Regions from separate parts of the Mus musculus genome. Here regions 1, 3 and 4 are each linked to region 2. A link is a contact called in public HiChIP or PLAC-seq and promoter capture Hi-C data. All regions are on one chromosome and are shown on one strand. The core of a region is the stretch at or near the end of the contact, and the rest is flanking DNA. Distances in the headings are between cores, read along the strand shown.

Region 1 (2,700 bases), core at 106-2,605, 700 kb before region 2:
CAGCATCTCCTGTAACCTAAGTTCGCCACCAACTAATGATCTTACTGCCCCCACAGCGTAGGATTCCAGCCGAGCACCAGGGTTATACAGTGCTGCAGGTGGAACCCAAGGCTTTCGATTTGCTAGGCAAGTGCTCTGCTGAGCCACATCACCAGCCTAACTACAGGCTCCCCACATCGAGAATATCTGCAAGCAGTCCACACAGTCACCATGAGAACCTGTCCACCTCAGTGCTCCCCACTCCACCTCTCACCCAAACAGGCAGCACTCCACGTTAGTGGACCAGTCTCCAGGGCCTTATCTGCCCTTCTGCCCCTTCTGAAATCCAGTCTCCCTGGAGATCTTCAGATAGGTATTTGACCATCTTGTACACTCTCAGGGGTTTATATGGAGACACAGATCCAAATGCAAATTATAACACAAGACCACTGTTTTGCCGTCACCACTGCCTAGCCTCTTGGCTACTCTCTGGGTGGCTGCTGGGGTGACCCAGGTCATACAACTTGTTGACTTTATCTTCCAAGCATCTCTAAACTATAAAGGTCTTATTCAAGTTTCTCTCTCCTCTCCTCCTCTCTCCCCTCCCCTCCCCTCCCCCCCCTCTCTTTCAGTGTGTGAGTCTAGGTTAGTCTAGACAGGGTCTCACTATGGAAATCACTGACCTTGGAAGTGCTGAGATTAAAGACGTGGACCACCGGGCTCTGTGTGTATGTTTTGTCAGTCTTACGTAGACTTGGCTAGCCACAAGACTTCAGTGTAACTGAGGGTGACCTTGGGCACTGTTCCGATCACCCTGCCTCCACTTCTGAATGCTGGGATTACAGGTATGATTTATGCTCTGCAGGGTGCAGGACCTAGAATCTCAGCCTGCAAGGTTAGCACTCTTCGACTGAGTTACCCCTTCAGCTTTTATTTTTCTGCTTTCTTGAAATAGGCTCTTGTTAGGTGTTTCTGTCTTCCAAGTCACAGCGATCCTCTTCTATAGGCCCCTGGAGTCCTGAGAACCCACGCCCCTCTGTAGAAATGAGGGGAAGTTACCAGAAAAGCACAGACATACTGTAAAGAGCAAGGCAGACACACCAACGGAGTAACAAGATCGCGGCTAGGATAGACCTATGATGGGCAGCAGATAGTGATGTAGGAGCGAGACACCCAGAGGGGGAAGGTCTCTAGAGTTCCGGAGTGGGCGGGACCCTGCGCAGCACCGCCTCCTGTCAGTGTGAGGGCAGGCCCTCTGAAACTGTTGGTTGCCGTGTGGGCAGGGCCTCATGCACCACCTCCTTGCCAGCACCTGGTGGGCGGGGCCTCGCATTGCACCTCCTCGCTGGCGCCTGGGCGGGTGGCTTGCATTAGAGGCGATATGGCTGCACTGGTGGAGCCGCTGGGGCTGGAGCGGGGTAAGCGCTCCGAGGGTCCAGTCCGGGCTCTGGGCTCCGTTGGGTTGCGACAGGCTTTGCAGATGCGGGGGTTGGGGGGCGGACCTAGTTAGGGTGGGCGGGGCGCGGCCTGCAGTCTGAGGGCGTGGGAGGGTCTGGGGCGGAGCGCCCCACCAACACCTCGCCCAGGGTTGGGGTCCCCGCGACCCGCGAGGCACGTGGATCGCTTCCAGTCTGACCTCGATTGCCCTTCTTGCTGCCGGCGTATGCTCTCGCGGTCCCTGCCGCTTTCTGCAGACGTGTCCCGGGCTGTGGAGCTGCTGGAGCGGCTGCAGCGCAGCGGAGAGCTGCCCCCGCAGAAGCTGCAGGCCCTGCAGCGGGTCCTGCAGAGTCGCTTCTGCTCCGCCATCCGCGAGGTGAGCATCTTGGTTCTGTATAAGTTGTAGTTTCCTTGCACTCTGCGGCGGGGTCGGCGACGGGCGAGCGGACGAGGACACCGGTGTCCAGGGCTGTGGACTGGCAGCTCTCTGACGTTGCCGTGTCCCCGACTTCCCAGGTGTATGAACAGCTCTATGACACGCTGGACATCACTGGCAGCGCCGAGGTGCGGGCTCATGCCACAGCTAAGGTAAGCTCCTGCTCCGGTAGCTCTGGGTGACCACGAAAGCAGTGCCCTCCTTCACATCAGCGCATCTCTGTGCCACCCTATGAAGATTTATTTATAATGCCCTTTAAATAACTGCACATTTTTAACTTGAATGCACATGAGATTCTCTCTAGCAACAGGCTTGGAAACTGGCCTCACTTTCCTGTCGGTAAGATGACCCTAAAAGGCAATCCTGTTGGATGTTGTGAACAGGGACACCTTTCCAAACTGCAGTGCTTATTACTTATTACTGCCTGCAGACTCAAGATTTACACCTGATCCCTATCACCCCACCCCACCCCCGAGGTGGGGGGGGCACTTGTTTCCATTTGTCTGAGAACAAGATTGGCAGGTGTTAAGTACTAAGGATGCCCTTCTCCCTGACTTTCGGAAGAAAGCAAGGGTTCTCACAGGTCGGAGTCAGTATAGGGTAGCCTCCTGTTGAGCTGTGTCAGGGTTCCCCTACTTGATCTTTGCGGCTACGCTGGCTGGAGTGCCCATGTCTCAAAGAGGGTCTCTCTCATTGAGGCGTCTTCTCTCTTCCAGGCCACAGTGGCTGCTTTCACGGCCAGTGAGGGCCACGCACATCCCAGGGTCGTGGAACTACCGAAGACTGATGAGGGTTTGGGCTTCAACATCATGGGTGGCAAGGAGCAGAACTCACCCATCTATATCTCT
Region 2 (2,700 bases), core at 31-2,530:
TTGACATCCTCTTCTGGCCTCCGACCGCACTGTATGCACACAGTACACATACATATATGCAGGTAAAAAAGCCATACACACACACACACACACACACACACAGAGAGCCATACACTCACACACATACACAAGGAAACAGCAAGTTTAGGAGACTGTTCAAAGCTGAGGCAGACCCAAGTGCTTAAGGGACTATGAAACAACACGAGCTAAGCAGTTGGAAGACAAGGTGGAGTGTATCTATGTGGTGAGGGCTTTGGGGACTTTGGTATTTACTTATCGTTTGTTTGCTGATTTATTTATTTTTGCAGTAAGGTGATGTAAACTTAGTGCTTTATAGCTCAAGTGCCCTATAACTGAGCCACATCTTAAGCCCTCTTTTTGTACTTTGAGACAGGGTCACACTAAGTTTCTCAATCACTTTGTTTAAACCCATGACCTCAACTCATTGCAGTCCTCCTGCCTCAGCCCGGCAATGCTAGCTAGGATGGTAGGTGTGGTCCTCCAGATGAGGTTGGGGTTTTTGCTTTGTTTTCTGAGACAGGGTCTCCTATAATCTAGGCTGGCCTAGAAATCTTTACATAGCTGTAGGATGACCTTGAACTCCTGATCCTCCAACCTCCAGTTCTCCAGGGCTGGAATGATTCTCTGGTGCCATCACTCCTGCTTTGCAAGGTGACTGGGTGGAACCCAGGGCTTCGTGCATGCTAGGCTAACCCTCTACTGAGTCTCCATATAAGGTCTCAATCGCACCAAGTTCAAGGCTTTAGTGAAATTACGTAGTGGAAACGCTTCACACATCTTTGAGCTCAATAAATGATTCTGACCCATCCACCTGCTTTGGGTCTGCTCACGGTCTGCACTCTACAAAAGCAGTTTCTTGGTGTGTGTCCTCACGCCGGCTCCCGGGGGACCCAGGCATTCCGGCCTCCCGCCGCCCCCTACGGGTGCGCACAAAGGCATCCATTCATGCCTGTTTACAAAGCAGCCCATTCACCCTGTCCCCTTGAACCAGCAGCTGCTGGCCGCTCCCCAAGCATCTCTATTGGTGCTTCCTGCTGGCCATCAGGCCCGGGTCCCGCCTACTGCCGCACATTCTCGGCCAGGTTCTTTTCCCACGCCTGGCACGCTTTGCCAACTTCTGATTGGCCTGGCGCGCCAGCCGCTCTTTTTGATTGGGCAGCACTGAGCCCCAGGGGCGAGGTCTGAGCGGGCCGCAGCAAGTGCTGATTGGTCTGTAATGCCTACCTGTGGGTGGGGCCGTCCACTGCAGGCCCCGCCTCCTTTTCTGTCCAGGCCGAGGCCTCTGGACCGCCCTGGGCGCCGGTGAGTGTCCGGGGACCTCCCCCCCGTGGTGCGCCCCAAGGGTTGGCCAGAGCCTGTCAGACCTGGGGAGGCCGGAGCCGGTGGGGTACAGCGGGGGGTCTTGGAGAGGGGTGGGTCAAGACATTCACCCTGGGTGCAAGCGACCCCAGGGTCAGGGAGAGGTAAGGGGAAGGTTGTAGTCACCCAGCCCGGATTCCCACCTTGTGCCAGACAGCCTGGGGTCATCTCTGACAGCGTCACACGGTCTGTTCTGCAGAAGGGGAAACTGAGGCAGTGCTTGGAACGTTGCATGATAGAACACCTGAGTCATGGTCTCCATTCCCCAGCTCTCAGGACTACCGTGTCAGATGTCAGAGGAGGAAAAAGCTGTGGACCAGAGAGAGAGGGGTCGCGACAGGCAGGGACAGGAACAGAGAAGGATGTGTTTGGCTGGGTGTCCCAGTTTGTTTTGATTTGACTTGGTTTAGTTAGTTGTTTTGGTTTTTTGTTTTGTTTTGGTTTTTTGTTTTTTTGTGAGTTTTTTTTGTTTGTTTTTTTTGTGTTTTTTGTTTTTTTTGGAGATAGCTTCTGAACTCACTGTGTAGACCGAGTTGACCTCAACCCCCAACCTTCCTGCCTGAGCCTCTCAAGGGCCGCGATGACAAGAGTGTGCCACCAAGCCTCACAATGGACATGGGCACTTTAATGTATAACTAAACTCCCCTCCAGTGTAGGAGAATGGATTTGAGGTAGGTTTGTGTGGTTTCCATCTCACAGAGAGTGAAGATATAGACTGGACCGAGGTGGGGAACACAGGGACCTGGTGTGCCTGGCCCTGTGGCTTTTTTTTTTTTTTAAACATCATAATAGTAATCAGGAGTTCAAGACCAGCCTCAGCTACATGATGAGTTCCAGGCGAGCCTGGGCTACTTAAGACCCTGTATCTGAAAAACAAAAAACAAAAATAAATTGTTCTGTAAGCCATACCTCTTAACACCTCTTAAGCCACAAGTTTATCGTAGGCATGATCACCCGATGTCTCCTCCTCGATCACCTTCTCGATTGAGGAGAAGACCCAAGCCTGAGGCTGGCATAGCATTTTGACATCATATCTGAGGATTGGGGCATCCCACTTCCAGGGTTCAGGAAACTGAGATTCTAAGAAAGAAAGAAAGAAAGAAAAAAAAAAAAAAAACCACGATAAAACAGAACAGAGACCTGGGTCCTTTTCCTCAAATAATTTTTGTTGATCTCATGAGCCTCAATTCCTAGCGAAGAAAGTGAAGGTTCAGAAGGCTGGAGGGAGATTCGAACCCTAGCATACTTAGTCCGGCTCTGTGCCAGCCCTTCACCTTTGCCCACAGCCGCCCACTTGGCAACAGGTTCTATCTTTGCTGG
Region 3 (2,735 bases), core at 87-2,586, 660 kb before region 2:
CTCTGGCTCAGGACTGGGTGGTGGAGGGGTCTTCATGGCGGGGGCGGGGGGGGGGAGGCAGGGACGTGACAAGCTCAAGTTTGGCATTTTTAGCACAAAGGCTGAACGTTTAGAGTGTCTTGCTGGGAAAGCCTGGGGCTCTGGGAGAGGAGGATGCAGGAGCAGAGGGCCCCCTGCAAGGTAAACACTGGGAAGCGTGCAGGCAGAATGGGACATTCGGTGTGACAGTGGTGTCCTGCAGAAGCTGTGGAAGACAGTGAAGGAATACTGTGCCCAACACCCCATGACCTCCTCTCACTGGAACTCAGATCTGGGGACAGGGGACCAGACCAGTGCTATAAATACAACAGGGGGGAGGTGCTGGGGGCTCAGGTTACTAGGCCTCAGCTGTCCCCACCAAAGGGACTTGGCTGCAAACAGGTGTCACTGCCTTCTCTGCTGGTCAGTGTCACCCACCCCACACTTGTCAGTATATCCACCGTCTTTGAGTTTTTGTCCTTTATGAGTCAACCCCCCCCCCCCCATTATAGTCACTGTTCTGAGCTTCCGTGTTTCTTCTCAGGATTCTAACCTCTCCTCTCCTACTGTGTCTTCCCTGATCCTTCTCTTTGATTCTTCTCTCTCTCTCTTTCTGTGTGTGTGTGTCTGTCTGTCTGTTTCTCTGTGTGTGTCTGTCTGTCTCTGTGTGTGTGTGCCTGTCTCTCTGTGTGTCTGTCTGTCTCTGTGTGTGTGTCTGTGTTTGTCTCTGTCTCTCCTCTGTGTGTGTGTGTTTTCTCTCTCTCTGTCTCTCTCTTTCTCCCTGTATCTCTGTCTCTGTGTGTGTGTCTCTCTCTCTAGTTCTCTCTGTGTCTCTGTTCTCTCTGTCTCTCCTCTCTGAATCTGGGACTCTGTTGCTCTATCACTTTGTATTTCTATCTGTCTCTAACTATCTCTGGATATCTCATTCTTTTTCTGTATTGCTGTCTTCATATTCTCTCTCTCTCTCTCTCTCTCTCTCTCTCTCTCTCTCTCTCTCTCTCTCTCTCTGGGTCTCTGCCCCCTTTTCTTTCTCTGGGTCCCTCTCTTAGTTTCTGTCTCTCTCTCTCTGGGTCTTTCTCTCAGTCTCTGTCTCTCCGAATCTATGTTTGTCCCATGGCTGACATCTATCGTGTGCCCCACTCTGCTTCCTTCGTTCCTCCGCTTGCTCTGCCTTCCAACTCTCGGTCTTTCTTGTCCCCCAAACCGACCCCATCACTGGTTTGGCAGCAGAGTTTGTCCCTCCTCCGCAGCCGCCCTCTCCCCGCCTCCCGTGACGTGTCCCGGGACTCCCCGCCCCGGGCTGGGCTGCGAAGTTGCGGATCCGGTTTGGTCGGGCGGGTCGGCGGCTGGAGGAAATACACGGAGCCTCAGGGGCTGCGGCAGCAGCATGGTGGGGCCGGAGAAGGAGCAGGTATCGCACAGCGTGGGGCTGGGAGTGAGTGGGGTCCAGAGGCGGAGCCAGCTCCGGGGATCCGGGTCAGATGCTGCAGTGGCTGGACCAGGAGTTCCCAGACCGAGCTGCGTGGGTTCCTGGCTGAGCCCGAGGGAGGAGTTCCCAGTGTGTCCCGTGGGCGCGCGGGGTTGTCTTCGAATCCTGTGGGTCTGACTCGACTCCCTGCCCTGCCCTTCTTGTTCCGGTTCTCAGAGCTGGATCCCTAAGATCTTCAGGAAGAAGGTGTGCACGACGTTCATAGTGGACCTCTCCGATGATGCGGGGTGAGCAGTTCGGGGCTGCTGACCTGGCAGCGTAGGTTCGCGGGCCCTGCCCCACTGCAGACAGGCTCCGCCCCCATAGACTGGACTCGCCCCACTCAACGCAGACAAGGGTGCCCACCACAGACTGACCTTCACTGCCTACCGCAGGAGGTCTTGGTGCACAGACACACCCCACCCACCACAGAAGTCTCAGCTCAACACACTCAGACCCCGCCCACTAAGGACCTTCCCGCCTTCACTTGAGACAGACCCCTCCCCCTGCCCTTGTTTTGGGCCACCCTGCTTAGGGCACGCCCCGAATTCTTCATTCCCCTCTAGGTGGGGATCCATTCTGTGTCTTTGTGTCTCTGTCTCTTTGTGTCATTTGTCTCTGCTTCGGCTTTCTGTGTCATCCCGGCTCAGCGAGCATAGCCACACAGCCCTGCCAGCCTTACATAGCTCTGCAGCTTTGGGATAGTAATTCCCTTCTAGGGCTGCGCTTGTCACCTGGGCACAGAACAGCTCCTCCCTTCTGGGGCCGCTGTGCAAACTAAACAAGGTCACTCTGGGACATTTCTGGAACTCTGCCCATCACCTAATAACATCTAATAAACATCCGGGAATATCTGCAACTCCCATGAGAAGAAGAGGGCAATTGCCACTGCAAGCTGTGCTGTGCTGTAGGTGGCAGGGGACAGGAGCAAGCCCTATAGGCTTCTTGGCTGCATGCTTAGTCTCCCTAGCGGGGTCCAGCTTTAACTCAGTTCTCAGGGTAGACTTTTGGCCTTGGGGCAGTGACACCTGATTTCCTTAGTGTGACTTTATCAGGAGCCTGTTGTCCCACCAGTGTGGGACAGGAAAATGTTGTATAAATAAACAGAGATACTGGTTTACTGGTGGGTCTGGCAGAGGGTCACAGACAGCGTGACTAAAGTCAGTGGGACAAGATGGGAGCTGGTGGGCTACAGGTGTCATTGGAAAGATGGTGCAGTGTGGTGCTTTGAAGGTGGCTCTGGGCCTTG
Region 4 (2,700 bases), core at 86-2,585, 690 kb after region 2:
TCAGGGTTCTCTTGAAGGTGGCCTAGGACTGGAGTGGAAACATGGTTACAGCAAGTCAGGCCACTGTGAGGCAGAGAGGAAGACACTTTGATGTGAGGTAGTAGGGTTAGGCATAGGGGTCTTTCTGGTGTCCTGCAAAGAGTGGGAATTAAAACTGTGCTGTGGGGCTCTAGGGAGACAGGACAGGAGCCTGTGGCGTGAGGAGTGAACCATGAGAGGGAAGAGCAGGCCACGGCACAGCATTTGGAACAAGAGGAAATCTTGGCAAGCCATGGCATAGATAGACACACTTCTCTGTAACCTCAGGACACAGCAGGCTGAGGCACAGGGATTGCCATGGACTGAAGACAATCCTGGGCTACATCATGAGACACTAACACAGAACTTATTCCCAAGAGCTGGGCTGAAGATGGCTTGGTTGCTACAGGATTGGCCATGTAAGCGTTAGGATCTGACCTGGACTCTCCAGAACACAGGGAAAATGTCAGGTGTGATGCTGTGTGCCTGTAACCCCAGAGCTGGGGAGGCAGAAATAGGAGGATTTCCCTGAGGCTTGCTGCATAGTCATCATAGCCTAAGTGGAACTCTCCATTCAGTGTGAGTCCCATCCTGAGGTGGTGAGTGAGTGATGAAGATACATGTTGTCCTTGTCTAGCGTGTCCCACCTGACCCCTTCTCCAAAAACCAGAGTACACCAAAAAGCCATTGGATAGGTACATGCACATTTTCCTCACCGCACAAAGAGGAGTAACCAATCTTTTGTCACAGGCCAATTTGAGAAGTGAAAGTTTTCGTAGAAACTGGGCAACCTAAGAGGAGTGGGACCAGTTGTCAGGATGTGGAGAACACAGCTGAACGCTGGCAGCTGCTGGACAGCCTAAGGCTCTAGTGGGGGATTTAGGCAAACCTCTGTCTGACTCAGGGGTTGAGCTATGAGGCTCTAGAAAAAAAATGAACTCAAGAGACATCCCAAGCACTAAGGTTGGTAAGAGGTTGGGTTCATTAGAAAGACTGGAGAAGCCTAGAGGTGGTGAGGTGTCTAAGAAAGAGGAGAAAGTTCTGGAAAGTGGGAGGGAACAGGGGCCTGTCCTGGGAGCAAGGACTGTGAGGGACTTGGCAGTGTACAGGGCAGAGAAGGAGGAGCAGGTGGTGCTCATGATGTAGCTGGGGTGAGGGGAGAGGTGAAAGGAATGATCAGGGCCAAAGGCAGCAGGAGAGTCAGGGCTGTGACCCCTCCCTTTCCCTCATCTCACCAATCCCTCCTAGGGACAGGGCTAGGAACAGGATCAGGAACCTCATGGTAACAGGTGTCCAGGAGCAGCAGGCAGTGAGCTTGGAGCTGTGGAGGCTCCTCAGGGAGACTTTAAAAACCCTCATTCTCCCCCACAGCCCCACCCCTGCCCTGTGGCAGCCAGATGCTGACTAAAACCCTGCCATTGCTGACAGAGGTGGATTTCCTGCACTCACCCTCCCTGCTGTGGGAGGGGAGGGCCCTGTTGCACCCACTGTACAGTAGGCCCTAGGTCACCTTGGATACCTTCCCAGGGATGAGATTTGGTGGGGCAGGTCCTGCTATTCCTGGTGCTGTTTGAGTTCCTGGAGCCGTAGCCAGATGGCAAGGTCAGGGGCAATGGTCAGTTGGTGTTAAAGGAGGATGGAGGAGCAAGTGATGCCCAACCCACAGCTCTAAGAAAGTTCCTGTACCTCAAGTCCAAGATTATTCCAGAAAGTAGCAGTTAGAACAGATTATTTGAACAAGTGATAGCCTAGAGGGCTGAAAGCTCCTTGCAGATACAAATTCTTTTTTTGAGAATGCCAAAATGCTTGCCTTTTTCCCATAGAATTCTGGATCACTGATTTTATTGTTCCTATGAGAAGTTTGGGAGCTGGGTCTAGTGGTTCACATCCTCAATACCAGCAATTTGAAGCCAAAGCCAAGTAGATCTGTGTGATTTTAGGCTCTAGTATTCTTTGATGTAGACCAACCTAGTCTACATAGTGACTTTCAAGACAGCCACGTAATAGAGCTGTCTCAAAACAACCCACATAAAATAAAATAAAATAAAATAAAATAAAATAAATAGAAGTTATGGTGCACATTATCATGGCATGATCAATGTTTTATTCAAAAGTATGAAAATTCATGTTATTCCAGTGTAGAGTATACCACCCTGAACAATGATGTGGGTCCCTATAACTTTTCCCTTCCTCATTTCCTATATCCTAAGTTACATATTGAGTTTAGCCAATCATGGGCTCATGGGAGACCCTTTCTCAATAAACAGCAACCAGAAAATGTCACTTCCCTCCAGGAGCCTCATTAAGGGTTCAATTTGGCAGCTGCATATTTTGGTGCACACCTTTGATCCCAGAACTTAGCAGTCAGGGGCTGGAGGATCTTGGTGAGGTCCAGGTTAGACTGTGCACATAGTGTATTCAGGCCAGTGAAACAACACAGGGAGACTTTGTCTCAAATGTTAAAACATCAAGAAGTCAGCATGGATTCTGGTACAGAGAAGGGGAAATACCCAGCCTTTGACACCTACTTACTGTTGCAGGTTTCAGACCCATCCCCTCTCATTGAGCATCTAGATTATTTCAGCTCTCATGGCTGTTAGCACATTTGACCTGGGTGTGTGCATGTGTGCCCTGTAAGCTCCAAGAAGGCCAGGCTAGCCCTAATCCAGGGTAAGTGAGGAG

The links. Promoter capture Hi-C pulls out the DNA fragments that hold promoters and counts their contacts. HiChIP or PLAC-seq counts read pairs in DNA pulled down with a chosen protein or histone mark.
Region 1: a contact with region 2 is called in a promoter capture Hi-C map of liver, with 2.1 times the contacts expected there. The contact joins the promoter of Lin7b here to the promoter of Myh14 in region 2. A contact is called at or near these places in 1 of 39 promoter capture datasets (liver) and 1 of 484 Hi-C or Micro-C datasets (embryonic stem cells).
Region 3: an HNF4G HiChIP or PLAC-seq map of pancreatic cancer cells shows a contact between it and region 2. The contact joins the promoter of Trpm4 here to the promoter of Myh14 in region 2.
Region 4: a contact with region 2 is called in a promoter capture Hi-C map of pre-B cells. The contact joins the promoter of Klk1b9 here to the promoter of Myh14 in region 2. A contact is called at or near these places in 5 of 39 promoter capture datasets (the C10 cell line, cranial neural crest, pre-B cells and 2 more).

The regions. Positions count from the first base shown.
Region 1 is chr7:45,369,219-45,371,918 of GRCm38.p6, reverse strand. Lin7b (lin-7 homolog B (C. elegans)) reads left to right here and starts at 1,355. Exons shown (of 6, transcript NM_011698.1): 1 at 1,355-1,397; 2 at 1,674-1,792; 3 at 1,933-2,004; 4 at 2,569-2,700. The coding sequence starts at 1,361.
Region 2 is chr7:44,669,423-44,672,122 of GRCm38.p6, reverse strand. It overlaps Myh14 (myosin, heavy polypeptide 14), which reads left to right and starts at 1,280. Exons shown (of 42, transcript NM_001271540.1): 1 at 1,280-1,323. It overlaps 2310016G11Rik (RIKEN cDNA 2310016G11 gene), which reads right to left. Exons shown (of 5, transcript NR_152106.1): 3 at 2,290-2,460; 4 at 1,524-1,689.
Region 3 is chr7:45,332,381-45,335,115 of GRCm38.p6, reverse strand. Trpm4 (transient receptor potential cation channel, subfamily M, member 4) reads left to right here and starts at 1,336. Exons shown (of 25, transcript NM_175130.4): 1 at 1,336-1,429; 2 at 1,664-1,734. The coding sequence starts at 1,406.
Region 4 is chr7:43,974,696-43,977,395 of GRCm38.p6, reverse strand. It overlaps Klk1b9 (kallikrein 1-related peptidase b9), which reads right to left and starts at 1,335. Exons shown (of 5, transcript NM_010116.1): 1 at 1,254-1,335. The coding sequence starts at 1,299.